2 separate regions of the Zea mays genome follow, and region 1 is linked to region 2. Evidence: chromatin contacts called from public Hi-C data. All regions are on one chromosome and are shown on one strand. The core of a region is the stretch at or near the end of the contact, and the rest is flanking DNA. Distances in the headings are between cores, read along the strand shown. Region 1 holds the start of LOC103653206 (triacylglycerol lipase 2). Region 2 holds the start of LOC100284470 (UBA/UBX 33.3 kDa protein).

Evidence for each region. Hi-C and Micro-C count contacts between places; a contact is called where the count stands out from the background.
Region 1: a contact with region 2 is called in a Hi-C map of leaf, with 2.6 times the contacts expected there. The contact joins the promoter of LOC103653206 here to the promoter of LOC100284470 in region 2. A contact is called at or near these places in 2 of 25 Hi-C or Micro-C datasets (leaf and tassel).

Annotation. Positions count from the first base shown.
Region 1 is chr4:46,103,716-46,108,921 of Zm-B73-REFERENCE-NAM-5.0, forward strand. It overlaps LOC103653206 (triacylglycerol lipase 2), which reads right to left and starts at 3,052. Exons shown (of 8, transcript XM_023302345.1): 1 at 2,668-3,052; 2 at 2,235-2,375; 3 at 1,996-2,139; 4 at 1,783-1,893; 5 at 1,559-1,702; 6 at 1,370-1,413; 7 at 1,081-1,256; 8 at 328-961. The coding sequence starts at 2,856. The coding sequence ends at 639.
Region 2 is chr4:45,777,348-45,783,230 of Zm-B73-REFERENCE-NAM-5.0, forward strand. It overlaps LOC100284470 (UBA/UBX 33.3 kDa protein), which reads left to right and starts at 2,418. Exons shown (of 12, transcript NM_001157365.2): 1 at 2,418-2,451; 2 at 3,043-3,138; 3 at 3,468-3,544; 4 at 3,885-3,955; 5 at 4,471-4,525; 6 at 4,624-4,685; 7 at 4,761-4,842; 8 at 4,939-5,175; 9 at 5,417-5,491; 10 at 5,596-5,673; 11 at 5,766-5,883. The coding sequence starts at 3,045. LOC103653200 (ubiquitin carboxyl-terminal hydrolase 1) reads right to left here. Exons shown (of 6, transcript XM_023302344.2): 4 at 4,694-5,883; 5 at 1,337-1,499; 6 at 1-863.

The DNA of each region.
Region 1 (5,206 bases), core at 1,802-4,301, 330 kb after region 2:
GACTATATGGACGTCTCAGACGTATGATGTAATCGACTATTTTCCCTTATTAATACTATTTTGAGCACTGTGTGATGATGTTCATATTATGTAACTGCTGTGTACGTGAATAACTGATCCTGGCACGTACATGGTTCGCATTCGGTTTGCCTTCTAAAACCGGGTGTGACACCCTATCGACCAATTGACATTGTCTCTATTATTTGACAAAATAATAGCATCACAAGACAGTTTTCGATCCTCAAACATGCTGGCTGTGTCTCCAAATAATCTCCTTCGAAACCTTAAATTTGAAAAGTTTGCCCGGAGCACCTCAGCCACAGAGAGTTTTTTGTCAAAGGTTAACTCAAGAGTATTTTTTATATTAGTAATCACTGTGTTGCAAATTTGCAACACACACAGTGTGACAATCACTCTTCTACATCACACCTACTGCTGTGATGGAGAGTAGTTGACAATCCTCCATACTGAGGCAGCTCCATGTTTTAACTATCTAATGCTAAATTACATCATGTATGGTTTTCACCTCTGATAATCTGTATGGACAACGTTTACGAGCTGCAGTGTCCCCCCCTTTTTTTGTCTAATCCTGCTGGGGCTGAAGACGACACCGATTGAAGCAAATATATATGCTAGTACTAGTTGAAGCGGTTTAGGAAGTCGATCATGTCCTTGTAGACGTAGTCCTTGGCGCAGACGCCGATGATGAAGTCGAGGTGCGCGAACTTGTCCAGGTACTGCACCGTGAGCTTGTCCTGGTCGTGGCCCCGGAGGTCCTGCAGGAGGAGGCGCACGTCGGCGGGGTCGGCGAGCGAGTCCCGGCCGCCGTAGCTGAGGAAGAGCGGGAAGCTCGGCGGGATGCCGGACATCCGGTACACCGGCGGCTCGGCCTGGCCGTAGCTGGCGATGTTCCGCTCCGGCAGCACGTAGTCGTACTTGGTCAGCACGCCGTCGCGCACGGCTGCGCGCGGTGCATGCATGCCGGCCGGCGGTGCAAGTAAGTCTCTTGTTGAAATTTGCTATATATATTACGAACGTGCGCGCGATTTGAAGGGTAAGGAAGGAATTGACGGCGCGTACTTTGAGCGAAGTGGACCATGGTTTTGGTGGAGGTCGGCTGGGGCTCGTACTTGAGGAAGACGTCGACGGCGGAGCTGTTGAGGCAGTAGTTCTTGCCGGTGATGGAGCCGACGAGGTCGTAGCAGCTCATGCCCGGGCGGCGGCAGAACGCCCTGATGAGGTTCGTCACCGGCGGCCTGCGCGGCGAGCAGAGCAGGTCAGGTCAGGTCAGGTCAGGTCAGCTCAGCTCAGCTGCATGCCTGCATCCATCTGCAGTGGGGGGTGTACGAGAGCGCGGTACGTTACGTACGCTAGCGGGTCGAACTCGGCCATGCCGAGGAAGTCCGAGAGCACCTGTGAGTGACTGAGTCGGTCAGAGCAGAGCAGAGCAGATGCAGATGAAGAGCAGAGAGTCGCCGGCCGCAGGGAGAAACGAAAACGAGAACGGCTCGCTGCGTCAGACGAGCAGGGCTGCAGGGTGCGTCATGTTTGTTATTACCTCGCCGACGAACGCCTTGGCCAGCAGGATGCCGATGGGGGTGGTGATGTGGGCGAGGTAGGCCACCGGCGTGAGCAGCGCCGCGGATTTCAGCTGGCTCACCACCCGGCCCTCCGAGAAGGCCGCCAGCGCCACCAGCGTCCCCTGAAACCACCAGGAGTCGGCGATCAGACACTACTCGATCCCCCTCTGTGGAGATCGAATCACTGGGAGAGGGAAGGGACCATGGAGTGTCCGACGTAGTGAGGCTTCTGGCCGGTCTGTTTGACGACGAAGTCGACCATGGCCGGCAGGTCGTTGACTACCAGGTCATCCCAGGACCAGTTCCAGTAGAGCTGAAAACGAAGCGTGCAGGAGGAAGCGGCTAATAGCTAGTTCTGATGAAGTGAGATGAGTGCCAGAGCGAGCGAGCGAGGGTTTAGGTTTAGTTTACTTACCCGGCTGGAGGGGTCGAGCGAGACGTGGCGGCGGCTCCAGCGCGTGCCCCTGTTGTTGGCGATCCAGACGTCGAAGCCGCGGTCGGCGAGGATGAACGGCAGCGACTCCTCCGGCGAGGCCAGCAACCATGACATGCCGTCCTGCTGTCCTGCAGGACCTCCGGCACATGAAACGGTTGGGCCATAGAACCAGTATGTACGTACGTAGGGTGCCAGGCACATGACGAACAGAGACGTACCACGAGGACCCCGTGCTGCAGGAGCACCGGCTGCCCCGCGCGCGAGGACGAGGCACCGGCACCGGCACCGCCGCCGTGCCCGCCACGCCCGCCACTCGGGATCCTTTGCAGGCTCAGGATGTACCCGTCCGCCGTCGTCACCTGCGTAGATACATGCACATCCATTAATTTGTACAACAAGACATGCATGGATACAATACAATATATGCACGCGAAAGCTTTCTATCCTTCTCTTCCACCACGCCAGATAGCTAGGGAGAGAGAGAAAGAGAGAGCATGATGCATGCGAACGTACGTTTGTTCGCATCGTACGACACGCACGCTTCGCGACCGCTGACGTACGCGCGCGGTGCACCATGCACGGTCGTCGGTCGTCAATAATAATCGTCATGTCAAGGGTCAAAGCAAGCAAAACAAAACAAGGAGGGCGGACCTGGTGCTCTTCACAAGGGTAGCCGAGCGGCGCCACGGCCAGCGCGCAGGGTCCGCCGCCGCCGTACGGCTGGACGGCGGCGGCGAGGCGAAGGGTCGTCGACAAGAACAGCAGCGCGAGCGCGACGGCGGATGGTGAGAGGACGACGATACTGCCCGGTCGACGACGATGCGCGGCAGTAGTGCCCATGGCGCAGCTAGCTGCTAGTACGTACGGTGGCGGTGGCGGTCGCCGGCGGCCGATGGTGCAGGTGCACGCGGTACGTAGCTGGGTGGCTGTGTGCAGCGTAGTGCGCGATCGTGACGAGCAGTATATAAAGTGCGCGCGCGAGCCGGCATGGATATGGATGGGTCATCAGAAGCACTACTCGCTAGCTAGCTCGGATCAGGATCACAGTGGGGTGCACGCGAACGCGTGTGTGCGCGTACATGTGAACGTGACAGACCGTGGTGTGCTTCGCTTTCCGTTCAACGTGACGTGACACCTTCAATTGCAATTCGTTCGACACAGCTTTTGGCATCACCGCATCACGCATGGCATCTCGGCGTCCACCCCCCACACGCACTTGATTGATTCTATACGAGAGAGCGAGAAAAAAGAATCTGGCTCGTAATAATCACTCCATTATTACCGCCTCATTTCCTCATCACTCCTCAAACTGCGCTGCATACATGCATGCATAACTGAAACAGAAAATAATGCTACTTTACTGTTGAAAAGTCTTTCCCGTTCTCGTTCTGTTCGTGTGTTCCTGTTCCTTCCACTCGAGACATGCAACACGGTCGGTCGAGTCAACCGGGGAAGCCTGCTGTAGCAGTGTCTACAGTAAATGCTAGTAGCACGGTACTAAAATACTAACGGTTTAAAGTAGGTTGCTTGACTGTTCCATTCGAATTAAAGTCGTCTGTTAAGACTGCTGTATTTGTAATCTATAAAAACAAAAATATTATAAAAGCAGTAGAATCTGGTATGATGAATTAAAGTCAAACGAATAAATTATTAAAGGGAACATATCTGGTGCAAATCAAATTTTCTGTGCAACCGTGTAAACTTTTAATCTAGACCACATGATGTTGATCAAGGGGAGGCGCGGAAGTGGATAATTTTGCACTTAACCACACGCTCCTAATAACACTTTTGCAAATGTGACCCAGATTAAAAATTTGCACGGTTGTATAGAGGAATTGGTTTGCATCAGATATGTTTCCTAAATTAAAATCTTTTTTGAGTGTGTATGCACGTCTGGAGTGTTTGGATCAAAAGGCAGCGATTGTTGCCACAAAAGAACCATAGCCATTAACCTAACCCCCCACCCGAGGCTGCATAGGCATTAACGAGTGGCCGCATGTAATTGATGGTGGAGCAATACACTTATTATTATGGCTTATCTGGTTATCCTACCAAGCAACAATACAAGTTTCTGAAGCTAGTAAATATATCTTGGTGCTGCCCAATAACCTAGAACAGGGGCGGATTTGCGACCGGGGCTGCCTGGGCTGCAGCCCCGGTCGCGGCCCAACAACGAGAGGAACAGGGAGTAGGGAGAGGAATAGGCCCATACGGACCAGCCCCAGCACAGCGCCACCGCCAGCCCCTAACCTAAGGAGAAGCAGCCGCCAGGGCGCCCGCGCACAGACGCACCGCGGCACCGGCGGCCACCACGACACCGCCCGTCCGGCCATCCGGCCGTCCCCGTCCGCCCGCCCAGCGCCCAGGAGCAGGCTGCAGGCCCACGGCACCGCGCCACCGTCCGCCCGCCCAGGAGCAGGCCGCACGGCCGCACCTCGCCTGCTCTCCTTGCTTCTCCTCCTGCTCTGGTTCGCCCTCTCCCTTGCCCTCTTCCTCTCCGCCATGCCGCCTTCCACCGCGCCGCTCCGCCGCTCCTCCTCCTTCCTCCGCTCCAAGCCCCGCGCCCTCGCCGCCACCACCACCGACGCAGCCGCCGTGGCACCCCGCGTCCGGATCTACGTCTACGACCTCCCCGCCCGCTTCAACCGCGAATGGGCGGCCGCCGACGCGCGGTGCTCGCGCCACCTCTTCGCGGCCGAGGTGGCGGTGCACGAGGCGCTGCTGGCCTACGTCGGCCGCGCAGCGCGCCCCGAGGATGCCGACCTCTTCTTCGTCCCCGTCTACGTCTCCTGCAACTTCTCCACGCCCAACGGCTTCCCTTGCTGTCGCACGCCCGAGGTCTGCTCGCCGACGCCGTCGACCTCGTCCGGGCCCGGATGCCGTACTGGAACCGCTTCGCGGGGGCCGACCACGTCTTCGTCGCGTCCCACGACTTCGGCGCCTGCTTCCATCCCATGGTGAGCGTGCCCCGCGGAAATCTCCGACTTTGGCTTCGTTTTTTGCGTGCTGCTCGCGCGCCTAAATCTCCTGCGAGCAAATAAGAAAATTGCAAGTAACAAGTCCTGCTAATTTGCTCCCGCTCTGGCTTGGAATGGCAGTCACGCCTCACGCGGCTTACCTAGTTGCTAGTTCTGAATCCAAACCCGATGCATTTTTTTAATTGATACCAAATTGGGCTGAGGCTAGCTAA
Region 2 (5,883 bases), core at 1,168-3,667:
GAGGAGGGTGGTGACCGACCCAAAACCATCCTCCCGGTGGCTCGATTCGACGCGGTGCCCATGGGGCCTGTTGGCTGGAACTCCGGCAGGTTGTTGCTCGACAGCCGGTGGAGAAGGAGCGAGGATGCCCGCCATAGCGGACGAATTGTCCACTACAGCACGCTCCCAATTTTTGGAGATCTTGCCCACCTCGAGTCGCAGGTCATCCATCATCCCTTCCATGTTCATCCGCCAATCTTCCAGCACACCAGTGGCTTGTTCTAGAGCCCCCACGCAGCGGTCTTGTCCAGTGGTGAACTCCGAGAAGGTCGCGTTCCAACGCGACTCCTGCTCGGCCACTCTGCGATCCCACTTGGAGTCATGTTCAGAGAAACGCCGCGACAACTCATCCAGGATGAGTTGAGTGTCTGGATTCATGAGAACACGTCGGAGGCGAGCACGGGTAAAGTAATGCTGCTGGTCGCCGCGATCCAGCGCGTCAACACCCACAAGCCAAGGATCGGTAACCTTTGATACCACTTGTTAACGACTTGCATAAGTTGGAACACACACACAATATCTGGAGAATGCAGAGACGGAGAACAGAGTAGTTGAGATAGTACTTGGAAAGGAAGAAGAACTAGAGTCTAGAGTTCTGTTACAGCATAAAAAACCCTACGCGCCGTCGAACCCTTATTTAATAATCGGCTGGATTACTCTGTGCTGTTTACCCACGCCGGCCCAAAGACCTTTGGGTTGCGCTTCCTCAGCCTTTTGGCCCGACACGGCCCATCTCCTGCTGTTGCAGCCAAACCTTCTTTGTCATTTGCCGCACCGATGACTGCTTCCTCCGCTTCGCTGACAAAGTTGTTGTGTGTTGTAAGCTGTGAAAAAAATTGTTATAGGTTGTGAGTTGTTAAAAAGTTAAAAATCGTTTGGTGAAAACCATAAAAAACCGTTAAAAGTTTTTCGATATATGTTTTCACAGTTCTATCTGAAAACCACTAAAAACAGGTTCGGCAGTGCTTTCAATTTTGCACTGCGAAAAAAATCGGCTTTTACAAAAAACTACTTTATGAATCCAATCCTTTGGTTTGACTATTGGTTTTTATGGGACAAAAGTCAAAGCCAAAAGCAAACCAAATACATCCTCAGCTTATTAACCGACGACGGGAACGCTGAGCCGCTGCGATCACGCCGGCCGGTGCCCAGAAGCGGGGAGCCGAGCGGTTAGGCGGGGCCAGTCTAACGCTTACATTTATCTATATCCATATTTAAATTCCATCCTCTGAATAATGTATTCTAAACAAACAGTATTTTGAATAAACTATAGATAAATTATTGGACACGGTCTTACAATGACTGTACCGTGCGTTAACACGGTACGCAATCATATTTGTTGTGGGTGGGCATTGCGCAGCAAAAATTGTGGCCACTTCTGCAAACTTGCTTTTTTTCCCCTGATGTGATGTTTGGGAAAGTTGCTTCATAGCTATTATCCTCCCATCAGGTAGCTTACCCTGGAAAAAAGGAACATAGTTAATTATATGACTGACCATATACGTTTCTACAAATCTGCATTAATTACCAACATCTACAAGAAAATATTAGAAAATGCATTCGCAAGAGTAAATTGTGAGGAGTAACCTTGTAAACTGCTCCATATCCGCCTTCTCTAAGAATATTTTAGGAACTGAAATTATTATCTATAGCTAACTATAGTTTAGCATTACTGAAGATGTTTGACCTGTTAGTGTGTATATGCATAGTTCTCTTTTTGTTCTCCATAGAATCTAGGGTTCTTACTGTAAAGTTACCACATGTATTTTTGCCCTTTAAGCCCTCTAGAATATACAAGTTGTCATTCTCTTCATCCTAACATGATATATGTGATGAGCTTCTGCAAGACAGTGGTAAAAAAACCAGGGCTCTGGAGGCATTTATGACTTGACAGTAATTCCAACTTCATTTTCCTCTCTTAGTATCTTGTGTGACTCATGAAGTATAAGGCAATGCTGACTAGGCAATTCAGTTGTATACTGAATGAATATCGTCATCTAATGCTTGAGGTACACCAAGACTTCAGGGTTACTCTTTATTACTCTGTTGTTGATTTTCTTAGTGACTTGGTTTGTTTGATCTTCTAAGTTGTAACCCAAACGAAGGAATCGATCTATTTGTGAGTAGGCTAGCTGTTGGTTCAAGAGGGAAACCCTAAGCATGAGGGAAGGCATAAGTTACTGCAGGAAGAAAGAAGTCACCCGAGTCTCCTGAGACACCACAAGACCCATCTGGGAGGAAAAGACAAGAATGAAGTGCAGAAGAAGCAAAGCCCTAATCCTCTACATCTAATTTTCGCACTCCCATTTCCATCTGCAGTAGCTTATAGCTCTTTGCTCTACTTATATGGGAAGAGGATTCATACATCATCTTGGCTCAAGGATTACAAAGTGAGGAAAGAGCTCTGAAAAGGTAAATTTCCTATTCGTAATTTCATCAACTTGTTCTGTCACCAGAATTTCAAAGCAAACTGGAAGTCTTGTGAATACTTCATCAAACTTGCTCAATCTTGTGCTTTTCCATTGCTTGCACTTTATGGTTCTTGTGCCGATGCATTATAACCTGTAATATTTCAGGTTAGGTTTTGTTTCTAGCATACCTATTCTTCCATGTATAGTGATAAAAGCCAACATACTATTAGCATTAACACACACACAGGTCCTAGGTGCTTCACAGAACACATATGTTAGTTCTAATTTAAATTGTAGAGCATTATAGCTTTTATGTTAGACATAGAATCAAGATTTGCAAATTAAGCTCCTAGAATATAGCTTAAATTATGTAAGATCATTGGGGGGAGGGTAGGGCATTTAATCATTGGTAACTCTTTGATTTTTTCTGCTTACGCAACTGTTTGTTTAATTAATTGTTAGTTGTATGAAACATCTGCTTGAATTGAGCCAATAGTTTGACATTGCTATCTGTTTCCCTCATTATCTATTCCCTCTAGTTTTGCATTTGTAGCAATTGGTGAGCTCTTATTTTTGTTCATCTGTCTTCTAGTGATGGCTGTCCCACAAGTTGACAAGAAAATGCTTGGTGAACTTGAAGCCATGGGATTCCCAACTGCACGTTCAGTTAGGGCACTCCATTTTTCAGGTATGCCTTTTCAAACAAACTTGCTAGGTACAGGTTTGCATTACAATGTTTTTCTTTGCCAAAGACAGATCGATAATACACAAAATAGAAACTACACGACAGTTGGTCCCTTCTATGGTTGCGAAGTGTTTTTTTGTATTTGTGCCCATCCTTCCATGGTTTGTGTGTTATCCCTATTCACTGATGGCATTGCAGTTGATAGATATGCCATTTCGTAAAAATGCAAATTATACAAAGCTCCAGCAACATATTTATTATAGATATTCAGTATATTATTTATTTAGCATGTAGTTCAATAAATTGGAGAGATAATAATATGTCTTGTTCAGGTAATTCCAATCTTGAATCTGCTGTAAACTGGCTTCTGGAACATGAAAGTGACCCAGATATTGATCGGCTACCACTGGTAGGTGATTTCTTAACAAGGGATGTTCTTTATTAGCTGAAGTCCTTTCTCATGAGCACTATTCTGTGTTCTGATACTATTCTCGAGGTGTTGGTGGGGCTATAAGAAGTTTTCACTTCATGCAATTTGAATGTCCCTTAAAAAAATTGGTCGGAGATTATAGCTTGGAACCTTCCAAATGTTGTTAATATGAACCTGTGAAGCAACTGCCATCATAATACTTGACACTATAATACTACATTTATATTTCCGAATCAGGTAGTATAATCATGTGAACATTACTGTTGTAATGTCACTACATTGAAACAATTTGTTTTGATCCTTCCCTTGTATGGTCTAGATTCCAAGAGAAATAAGCATTGAATGCGGTGACACATCAGATGAAGTAAGAAATGACGTTGAAGGAATGAGGTTTGTTTCTGTTCCTTAAATGATTTCATAGATGATTTGCTAGAGAAATGTCATAGTACCATTTCAGTGGGGGGGGAAAATCAAATCCTGAGTAAGATTGTTAAATATCTACCTCAATTGAGGAATCAGCAATCTATAGCATATTTTGTATGGATGCAGTGTCACTGTGTGATGTCATAGCTTACAGTTCTGAGTCTTTGCCACCTCAAGGTAAAAACTTTATTTTTCCTTCTTCTGGATTTCAGATAACCTTTTTATCAAGGGACATTCCCTTTTTTTTTTAATGAAACGGTTATGTGTGTGTGTGTGTTTGGGGGTGGGGGGGGCACCTGTCCTTCAACCGGCCTGTTTACAAAGGCAAGTTAAATGCTTGTGTTTCTCAGTAGTCAACAAATGATTTATGAAAAAAAAATCTCGGTGACAGAATGCATGTACTGATCGGCATTTCTGTTGCTTGATTTATGAAAAAAATCTCGGTGATTTATAAAATGTAATGGATGATACTTGTCTTGCAGGGATACTGTGCAGGAGCAGAAACCTAAAGAACACACTGAAACTGGGAGACAGAATGTACTTAGTTTCTTCTTATTAGATGTATCAAATATTTCCTTTAAAACTTCATACCATGCATACTGAGTGGCATGGGCTACAAATTTCTCCTAAACTAGGAGACATCCCAGTTGGAACGAGAACCAAATGCAGATGGACAGGAGGAAGAAGATAGAAAGAGGTGTGTACCTTGCCTTGGATTAGGTTGCTTATCACGGATTCACCCCCAGTAACGCACCTGTACTGTACTTCCCAGGATATTAGCACTATATAAGCAAAAACGAGACGAGGAAGGGAGGGCAAGAGGGCGGATACGGAGTCAATTACAAGAGGATCAGGTATTGCATTCTCTTTTTGAAAATGTGCTTTCTCGCGCCAACATCTTAAGTGTATCCTGTGGTGATCTTCCCGAATGCTCCTTCTTGTTTGTACAGAGGGAGAGGATTCGAGCTGCTAAAGACCTTATGGAAGCAAAGAGAAGTCTCGAGGAAAATCAAAGGAAGCGGTGTGTTTCTTTCGAACGCGCGTCTCACTTGCAGCTCCCAAGATTGCTTCTTGAAGAGAAGCGATGGCTCTGTTTTGGCTGCAGGGTGATGGAGAGTCGGGTAGCAGATCAAGAGGAGGAGAAAAGAGCGAGGGAGAGGATACGCCAGCGTATAGCTGACGATAAGGTCTGTGCTGTCTGCTGCAGCATGCTAAAAACTCTGCTTAATTATACAAAAATAACCATGTACTCCTTACTGCAACTGAATTTTCTTCTTCTTCCCAGCATGATCATAAGTCATCCAGTAACAAATCCTTCATTTTTGTCATTTTTTTTTTGTTATTACCTTGGATTTCCCCCACACACACGCAAAATGTCACTCTATGTTCTGTTGAGAGTCAGATGAAATGCTACATCCTCCTGTGCAGGCAGAGAGGAGGAGACGGCTTGGTCTGCCGCAGGATGATCCTAGGGATCCCGCCGCAACCATGACGCCTGCAAAGGTCGTCGAAATGCATTTCTTCCTGGTTTCTACAGCATCTTCTGATAATGACGAGCGAAACCTCCAGGCGCATCGCTCACACGCACGCGTTTCTTGACCGCGCAGGTAAAGCCTGCTGGACGCGCCGTCGTTGCGTCAGAGCAGCTGAGAGACTGCCTGCGAACCGTGAAGAAGAACCACAGGGTAATAAAACTGAAGAACCCCCTCGCAGATGCTGTTTCTGGTTCGTTTTGATCTTAGTAATTCATTTTCTTCTTCTTCTGCTGCTGCTGTAGGATGACCCTGCTGCAGTGGCAAGAGCGTACCAGGTGTTGCTCAAGATTGTTGGCAACGTAGCGAAGAACCCAGGGGAGGAGAAGTTCAGGAGGATCCGGCTCAGCAACCCTGTGTTCA